Regions from separate parts of the Mus musculus genome. Here region 2 is linked to region 1. A link is a contact called in public Hi-C data. All regions are on one chromosome and are shown on one strand. The core of a region is the stretch at or near the end of the contact, and the rest is flanking DNA. Distances in the headings are between cores, read along the strand shown. Region 1 holds the start of Snhg8 (small nucleolar RNA host gene 8). Region 2 holds the start of Ostc (oligosaccharyltransferase complex subunit (non-catalytic)).

Region 1 (4,169 bases), core at 773-3,272:
GCCAATGCAATTAATCCAGAGAGTAAGGTCTTCTATCTGAAAATGAATGGAGATTATTTCCAGGATCTTGCTGAAGTAGCTTGTGGCGATGATGGAAAACAAATGATAGAAAATTCCCAAAGAGCCTACCAAGAGGCATTTGATATAAGCAAGAAAGAGATGCAACCTACACATCCAATCCGCCTGGGGCTGGCTCTTAACCTTCCTGTATTTTACTCTGTGATCCTTAATAATCCAGAGCTTGCCTACACACTGGCTAAAACGGCTTTTGATGAGGCTATCACAGAGCTTGGTACACTGAACAAAGACTCCTACAAAGACAGCACCCTTATCATGCAGTTGCTTAGAGACAACTTAACATTATGGACATCAGACAGTGCAGAAGAATGTGATGCAGCAGAGGGGGCCGAAAACTAAAGGCATCCAGGGCACCAACCCCCTTCCCCTCAAGAAGACCTTTTTACATCTCCATTCCTTATTCCACTTGGATTTCCTCTAGCAAGAAAGCCCATTCGTGTGTATGGGATCAACTGTTTATATAGTCTTTTCACACTGCAGCTTTGGGGAAACTCCATCCCTTGGTTTGTGTTGTCTCCTCCTTCCTGGTGTGCAGTTACTGCTGTAGAAAAGTATCAATAGCTTCATTTCATGTAAACACGAGTAACTTCCAGACACGTGAGTAGAGGACTGACAGCACACTTGGTATTTAAGTAATCTGAACCGGTTCTACAAGCGACTGTGTTTTGTATTACTGCGAAGATATGGAAAATGTAGTGCATTGCAATTTAAAGTAATGTTAGTACTTTTCCATGCAAATTTGTGTACATGTGAGAGGGTATCCATTTGGTTCAGTGATTGTTCTTTAGAGAGTTGTTTGCTAATCATTGACTGTAGTCCCCAAAAAAGCCTTATGAAAATGTTATGCCCTGTGTAACAGCAGAGTAACATAAAAACAAAACTACATTTTGTAAAATAAAAAACCTGACAGGTGCAGACAGGCACAAAAGAAAAACCCACGGAAAGATGCAGGCTACCATCTACTGGCCAGAGAAGGAAGGCCCTTAATCTCGGACTTCTCAGCTCAGGACTAATACAGACCATTCTTAAGGACACCCTCAGAAGACCATCCAGAATGTAAATGAAATGTTTGGGCAACGCGCCGCGGTTACTTGAGCCTTATGATGAACTAGTTCTTTCAATTCAGTAGTGATTATTTTAAGTAAAATGAGATAGTGGGTGAGCGAGCTGAGGTTCACGAACCCCTCTAGGTCCTTCAAATGCGAGTATTGTCTCCAATGAATTCGTTCCTACTGACTCCTGCACGGTGTTGCCCTAACCGCACCCTTCCCAGCCTGTAATGATCACAGCTTTCTAACTAACATTCTCCATGACGACAACTGTCATCTCCATACTCCATCACTAAAGGCCCTCTATTCTGTCTCATAGCGGGCTGCACGCGGGAGTGAGATATGCCTTCCTCCCGGAAAAGCCGAGGGCCGGGCGGGTCTGCTCGCACTGCCCAGGCTTCCCGTTCTCCCGGTTCGAGAAACCTTCCGGCGCGCTGTGTCGGGCAAAAGTGAGATCAGATCAAAAGGGCAAGCGGAAGGGCGCAAGCGGAACCATCAACCCCGATGGGGGCAGAGGAGCCGCCAACAGCTCTCGGGGACAAAGGGCCGGCGCCATAGGAAGTGATGCCGGGGGAGGCGGCAACGAAGGGACCTTAGACTTTGGGTCCCAGAGAAGAACGCAGCCAAGAAGAGAAAACGCGCGCACCGCCAGAGCTTCAGCCACGAGACTTCTGACACCGCGAGAACTGTGGTTTCAGCTCGGCTTTTCCCCGCCCACCTCCACAGCCCGCCCATTCCTGTGACGCACGCATCGAATCCGGGCCGCCTGTACACCAATCAAAGTGACGAGGCGCGGGAGAGCTCGGAATGGGCGGGAAAGCCCCGCCCCTCGCGCGCAGGCTCTTGGGAGAGCGTCACCCGGGCTATAAAAGCGTGCGCGCACCGTTCAGAAGTCTCTTTGGCTGCGATCCGCCTACGAGTATGTAGTTGTATGGTGGGGATGATATCTTGGGCCTTATTTGTGAGTGGCCGAGATGCGGGAGACACAAGGTGGCTATGGTGCTGGCCGAAAGCCATCAACTCTGCAAGAGCGCCGTGAAGGTTAGCGCGACGACCACCATGTAAAGCCGATACGGTGTTGGGCGGCGTGACGCAAGTTCGCCACCGCTGGGTCGGATGGTGAGTGACACCTCTGGGGTTACACTAGATTTTTGGGCTGTGAAACTCCATGTATCTTTGGGACCTGCCGCCTGTGGCAGTCTCCCTTCCTAGCCATGGAAGAGCATGTTCTTGTTATTGGCAAAGCTGTCACCATTTCATTGGTACCAGATTCTGACTTGAGCAAGTGACATTCTAAGATTGTAAGAGTCTACACGACGCTAGAAAAATGGACTTCAGTTTTCTAAACTAGTATTGAAATATTTCTAGGAAACGCCGGGACCCGTTGCTGTTGAACAGTGGAGGAAGTGTTAAGGTAAGATTCATTTTTGTGGTGTTTTCGCGGTTCTGGGTAGTGAGTGGGCCTTTACTGTTAGGGTGAAGTTTGCTCTTGTGCTGACATTAACATAAGTAAACAGCCCGTAGTATAGTCACGGATATTCTGTAATGGGCCTTTTTTTTTTTCTTGCAGGTACTGTAGTGGTTGAGATCGTCTCTGGTCAACTTACAGGGAATCTTCGCTTTTAATTTTTGAAAATTGAATATTTTATATTAAATAAAAGATGTTTGGTGTGTAATAAGACTGTGTCCTGTTTCTGGAGGTTGTGTGAATTAAGAGTTAACGATACAGGAGACATTTGCGCAGGAAATAACTGGGTTAACTAGGCTTCCAAAGAAGATAGGTTTGATTGTTACAAAGGTGCAAGATAAATGTTGGCTTGGAACATGAGTGATTAATAAGCCACAGACGGTTGCCCTTAATGAAAAGTATCTTTTGCTTGCTGCTCTCCAAGCCTTCTAGTGTGTGCCATTCAACTTCAAATCTCCAGAAGCCAAGTATGTAACACCAGCTAGGGGGTGTGTTGTGACAGGTGCTGAGGGGATACTTGTGACCTTAGAGGCTTTTGTGTCTGGGATTTGAGGTACTGAGACTCACACTCAAGAGTATGATAGGCCTTATTTAGGGAAGCTTAGGAACCAGGGGGTGATTCCTCTGCACAGAGATTATTGGGATCCAAATTCCCACCAGATGTCTCTGGGCCTTCATTCCTATTTAAAAAGGGCTGCTGTAAGGTCATGGTTCCACAAGTGGTCAGTAATTTGTATGGCCTCTTAACTGCTTGCCATTTCATGTGTTAGGCTTTCTGGTACATAAGGAGAGCCTCTTTAAAACATTTGTCAGGTTAGTCTCAGGAGATCTGAACTTACTTGAAGGTACCAGTAGATGGCGTACTTTTTCATGGTTCAAAAGGCAGAATTCAAGTTTGACATCTGCCTACTGTTCTAGAGAAATGATTTTGATAGTGAAGATTTGAACTTAAGAAAATGATGTGCTGGTCTTAGTGTAGGTAAGATCAAAAAGGTTAAATGTGGGCACCTAATCAAGGTTCCTAGCCCAAATTTTGTAGATTTAAAAATTAAAACTAAGATTTGCTAGAATTTCACCTTACATAAAAATTGTAATAGGCAAGGATAAGACCTGTACCCCTGAACTACTGGGTTCTCTCAAATTCAAAGGAATCGCAGGCTTGTCATTTCTGGCATGGTGCCAAGTATGAAGACTGAATGGTTACTGTTTTACTATTTTCTTGAGCTTTCCATAAGTTACAGACTGGTGACACTTTTTATCCAAGGTACAAAGGCGGGGACTCTGGTATAAACTCCAGGAGTGTCTTTGACTCCACATCCATACCCCCAGGAAGTCACCCCATACACAACCCAGGACTCATCAGGCTTTTCACACATGAGTGGTCCTCCACTGTCTCCCTGGCAGCTGTCCACACGGTTGTCTTCTTGGAGGTTCCCAGCACAGAGCATTCTCCCAGTAAATAGTCCCTTGTACCTCTCTTTACAAAACCTCTTGGGTAACAGAGGCACAGCAGCTTGTTGTAGAGTTCTTGAGTAGGCACGACCTGCTCAGACCAAAAGAAGGCTGGCGTTAGT
Region 2 (4,427 bases), core at 755-3,254, 7.2 Mb before region 1:
TATACTATACTATACTGTACTATAACCAGCTAATCCTTGGAGAACACAGCACTGTATTCTTTGGTAGAAAGTAACTGCCATGTTATAACTGGGAACTCTTTAAACTTTTCGAACATAGAATATAACATATTGAACATGCATATTACATACAAACGTTGTTCGTATGTAATTGGTAGTATTTTGGAAAAGGCATAGTCTACAGTTTTATCACACACACGTTTGTTTTTATGTTCCTTTAGACTTTCGTCAGTGCACGATGCCTGAAAAATGCACACATGAATGAGTCAGTTCTCCACGGGCCTCTTTTTCACTCCCGCTATTCTTCATTTCAGACCTGCCCTGAGCATCTCTCCATTTCAGGAAAAATGAACTTCTTTGGCATCACATGTGCTGGTTCCCCAGTATCTCACTATATTGATGCTTCACCAGATATTTATTTAATCTACCCATTTTCAATTTAGTATTTTAAAGTTTTAGAAATAATGACCGTAGTTTAAAAAAAATACTGTCTCTTAAAACTAATGATGTTTCTTCTAATTAAAAACGTTTCAGAGTTTTAACTCAGCCTAGCATATTTGTAGCACTAATTTTGATCCTGGCACCTTTTTAAAAAAGAGAGAGAGAGAAAAAAAAGAAAACCAAAATAATTATGCAGTGAGAAGGATCTGGGCAATGTTACTCCAGCTTTTTATTTATTTATTTTTTTAATGGTTTTTTGAGACAGGGTTTCTCTGTATAGCCTCAGCTGTCCTGGAACTCACTCTGTAGACCAGGCTGTCCTCAAACTCAGAAATCTGTCTGCCTCTGCCTCCCAAGTGCTGGGATTAAAGGTGTGTGCCACCACTGCCCGGCGGTACTCCAGCTTTGTGAGTTAATGAAATACAAGCATGGTATGACACAGCTTGACATGATATCCATATTGTATGTTTTTGAAAAAAAATATATTCATCGCCAGTTCACACTTCATATTTCTGTTGCTTATAGTAAAACTAACAGTAGATGATTTTAGTTCCTTAACTCCTGCTGTGGCTCAAATTTTAAAATCTGAATGGTCCAAGCCACTAACATTTCTACCCCCATTGGCTTGTTATGTTGCTTAAGCTTTTTATCATAGGATACGGGAACGATAAGAGGCACTGCAGCGGAGCTTCTGTATTCCAAAAACATTTCCCCCCTCCTTGCTGTTTTATAATAGCCCGTTATTTCCTTGATTGATCAGGATTACTGTCTCTAGCTAGTAAAGTCCTTTCTTATTTACATTTGATACCTTGGCAGGAAGACACCTGAAGTAGCCAGGTGGCAGGATTTTCCGTTCCAATTTTAGTATTTATGGTGCTGAAGCCGGCGCCCTACTAAGCAGGTAATTAAGGTGAGAAACCAGAATGACTTCAAGATTTTTGGCCTGGGTGATTTTTACTAACTCAGGCGTGACTGAAAATGGTTTAAAGTAATATTTGTTCTGTCACAGTTTGTGGTTGACATGGACTGTGTGGGTTTTATTCATTTATTATTATTATTTTTTATAAAGCCCATACTACTTTGGCAATTACTGCCAATTAGCGTCGCTATACAGCATGAAGAAAAAGCTCAGCGAATTAGAGCTTTTTAAAGCCCCGAGGGGAGACCTCCAATACTAAAAGGGAGCACACATCTAAACTTTCATTCATCCTCCAGCTCTATGAACTTAAGAGTTTCCAGCAGCCAATCAGCTCTCAAGTAGGTGGCGTCAGCAAGTGGGCGGGGCAGTGGGGATGCTAATCTCTCCGCTTCTGTGGCTTGGCCACGTAGGACGCCTTGCAGGTCCTGGAAGGTATATAATAAACAATGATCTCTCAGTAAGAAAAAAGCTTCTAACCCACACTCAAGCCTAAAAACGACCATTATTATTTATTTTTAAATATGTATATTATTTATCAGGTTAGTGCAATTTCTTTCTTTCTACAGTGAATATCTTGTCTCCTTCTGACTTCTACAGACCTGTGGTCCTCGGCTTACGCATGCGCAGTAGGCGGGCGTGTTTCCGGGCGGTGCGGGAGGCTGGAGGCCAGAGGGCTGGCCCTACCGCCGGGGACATGGAGACTCTGTACCGAGTCCCATTCTTAGTGCTCGAATGCCCCAACCTGAAGCTGAAGAAACCGCCCTGGGTGCACATGCCGTCGGCTATGACGGTGTACGCCCTGGTAGTGGTATCTTACTTCCTCATTACCGGAGGTAACTCGGCCGTGATGGGTCGGGTGGGCGCGCAGGCTGCTCGCTCCGGAGGCGCGTGGCCCCCGAGCCGGGCCCCGTAGGCTCACGCCTTTCACTGGAAAGAGATGGTCTCCTCTCTGCCCGCTTTTTCCTTCGAGCGCTGAGTTGGATATAATTGTCAAGTCCAGCTAGTTGTTATTTCTTGCTGTGCATTGTTTGACCAGGGTCTTGGGAACATCATTTTTGAATCACTGTGTTTCCTTGGTTGGTCGAGAGAGTGTGGGACTTTTATTAAACTAATCGTGAGGACCCTGAAATCGTGGAAGAGATCTGATAACCTTTGAGTTTGTTAGTTCAGACCCCAGGGGCTTGGATTGCTTTATGTCAAATCACAGGAATGAGAAGGGAACTTACCGAAGCCACGGTTTTTTTGAGAAATACGTGAGATTGGAATTGAGGCTTGCAAAAAGATGGTGTATCTCAGAGGGCAGAAAATGGGACTCAGAAAATAGAAGGGAAGCAGTGCTTTTTAGATATCTGTCACCAAATCCCTTAAGTGGAAAATGCAGAGGGGTGTGGCTTTGCCTATTGGTGAGTTGGCAGTCCGTCTGCAGGCTCTAGAGCACCCTTTGGAGCGACAGTTCCAGGATGTATCCAGGACTGGGCTTCAGGAATTTAGGAAGTAGTGTACTACTTAATTCAGAAAATTAAAAAGATTTTTGGTTAGCAAAAGTGGTTCAACTTTTTTTAGGGTGTGTGTAGACATATTGCTATTGCTTAACTGCTTTCTGAGGCTACTTGGCATATTTGAAGAGGTAGAAGACAGTATTTAACTGTAGAGTTGGCATTCTACGGAGTGCACATTAACGGAAATGCTAAAGGCCACTTTAAACATTGTTGTTGTTGTTTAAGAAAAAAAAAAAAAAAGACATTACCTGGTGTGTGTGGCGTTAACATTCACTTTTGCTCAGCACAGTGAATCGTGAATATGACACCTAATGCCTTGGGCTTTAAGAACTTAGTGTTCATTCTTGCCAGCTTGTTTCTTGACTTTTGCTTCCTTTGGAGACAGTTTTTGTGAGAAGCCTCAGCTTTCTATTGGGCCACAGTTTTGGTGGTTTTAGAATGGGGTTTGGGGGGAATTTCGCTGCCCCAACCACTGGGTCAAAATGGAAGGGCGCATTTTGTACATTTACCGTTTGGCTTCTGGAATGGCTTCTTCTCAGCATGGCGAGAAGCATGGCAGTCGTGTGCAGGCAGACGTGGTGCTGGGAGAGCTGAAAATTCTAATGGACAGCTTTCTAAAAACTGAGTGTACCTGTACCTAAGCAATGTTGCTGGGAAGGACAGGCGACACTGACTTTCTGTTAACTCAGTGCTGGGATAACAGCAAAGAAAATATAATGACTCTGCCCTCCATAGAAGGTAGTGGAGACATGCTAACTACCGCACAATTGCTTTCTGCTACACAGTAGAGTTTAGAAGCATTGATTTAATTCCAGTATGTTTCCTGGAGAAATGATCTGTTAGTCTGAGTTTGAATGGTTAGAAGGGTCATACTAGAAAAGAAAAAAAAAAAAAGTGTGGACCAACGTGGACCAGGAGACTAGTGAGGTGTTTTGTTCACTTAGACCAGCACTTCTGGCATTTTTCCTCCTATGTGTCCCCATTTTTCCTGACAGATTTTTGCACAACCTTGGGTAAATAGGCATATGTAATAGGTATAAGGTCAAACTTTTACTAGTAAAAGTAACTAGTAAGCTTACTTTACAACAACAATTTGCTAGATACACAATTTATGCTAGTTTTTTCTTATCATGTATACATGTACATATGCATGCATGCCTGCCACTCAGAAGGGGACACTAGATTTCATCATAGATGGTTCAGAGCTACCATGTGGTTTCTGGGAGTTGAACTTAGGACCTCTGAAAGAGCAGTTAATACTCTTAACCTCTGAACCTTCTCTCCAGCCCCTGTTGTGGTATTTTTTAAAGCTGAAAGCAAATTCACATACTAATGAGACAATGTGCCTCTGTATTTTCCATAGAGAATGGAATCTTAGCTGCATATTTGATACTGCAGGATGTAGAGCAGCCTCAGTGTTCATCAGAGCCTTGTTACTCTGTTTCTTTGGTAAACTTGGCACCTCTTTGAGAGATAATGTTGTCTAGATGTCATTCTAAACATTGCTGTAAAGAGACACCATGACCAAGGCAACTCTTATAAAAGAAAAC

Evidence for each region. Hi-C and Micro-C count contacts between places; a contact is called where the count stands out from the background.
Region 2: a contact with region 1 is called in a Hi-C map of B cells, with 5 read pairs. The contact joins the promoter of Ostc here to the promoter of Snhg8 in region 1.

What each region holds. Positions count from the first base shown.
Region 1 is chr3:123,506,189-123,510,357 of GRCm38.p6, reverse strand. Snhg8 (small nucleolar RNA host gene 8) reads left to right here and starts at 2,022. Exons shown (of 1, transcript NR_028574.1): 1 at 2,022-2,806. It overlaps Snora24 (small nucleolar RNA, H/ACA box 24), which reads left to right and starts at 2,292; the gene lies at 2,292-2,421. Prss12 (protease, serine 12 neurotrypsin (motopsin)) reads right to left here. Exons shown (of 11, transcript NM_008939.2): 11 at 3,756-4,138. The coding sequence ends at 3,831. It also overlaps the pseudogene Gm9369.
Region 2 is chr3:130,707,021-130,711,447 of GRCm38.p6, reverse strand. Ostc (oligosaccharyltransferase complex subunit (non-catalytic)) reads left to right here and starts at 2,004. Exons shown (of 4, transcript NM_025509.3): 1 at 2,004-2,211. The coding sequence starts at 2,073.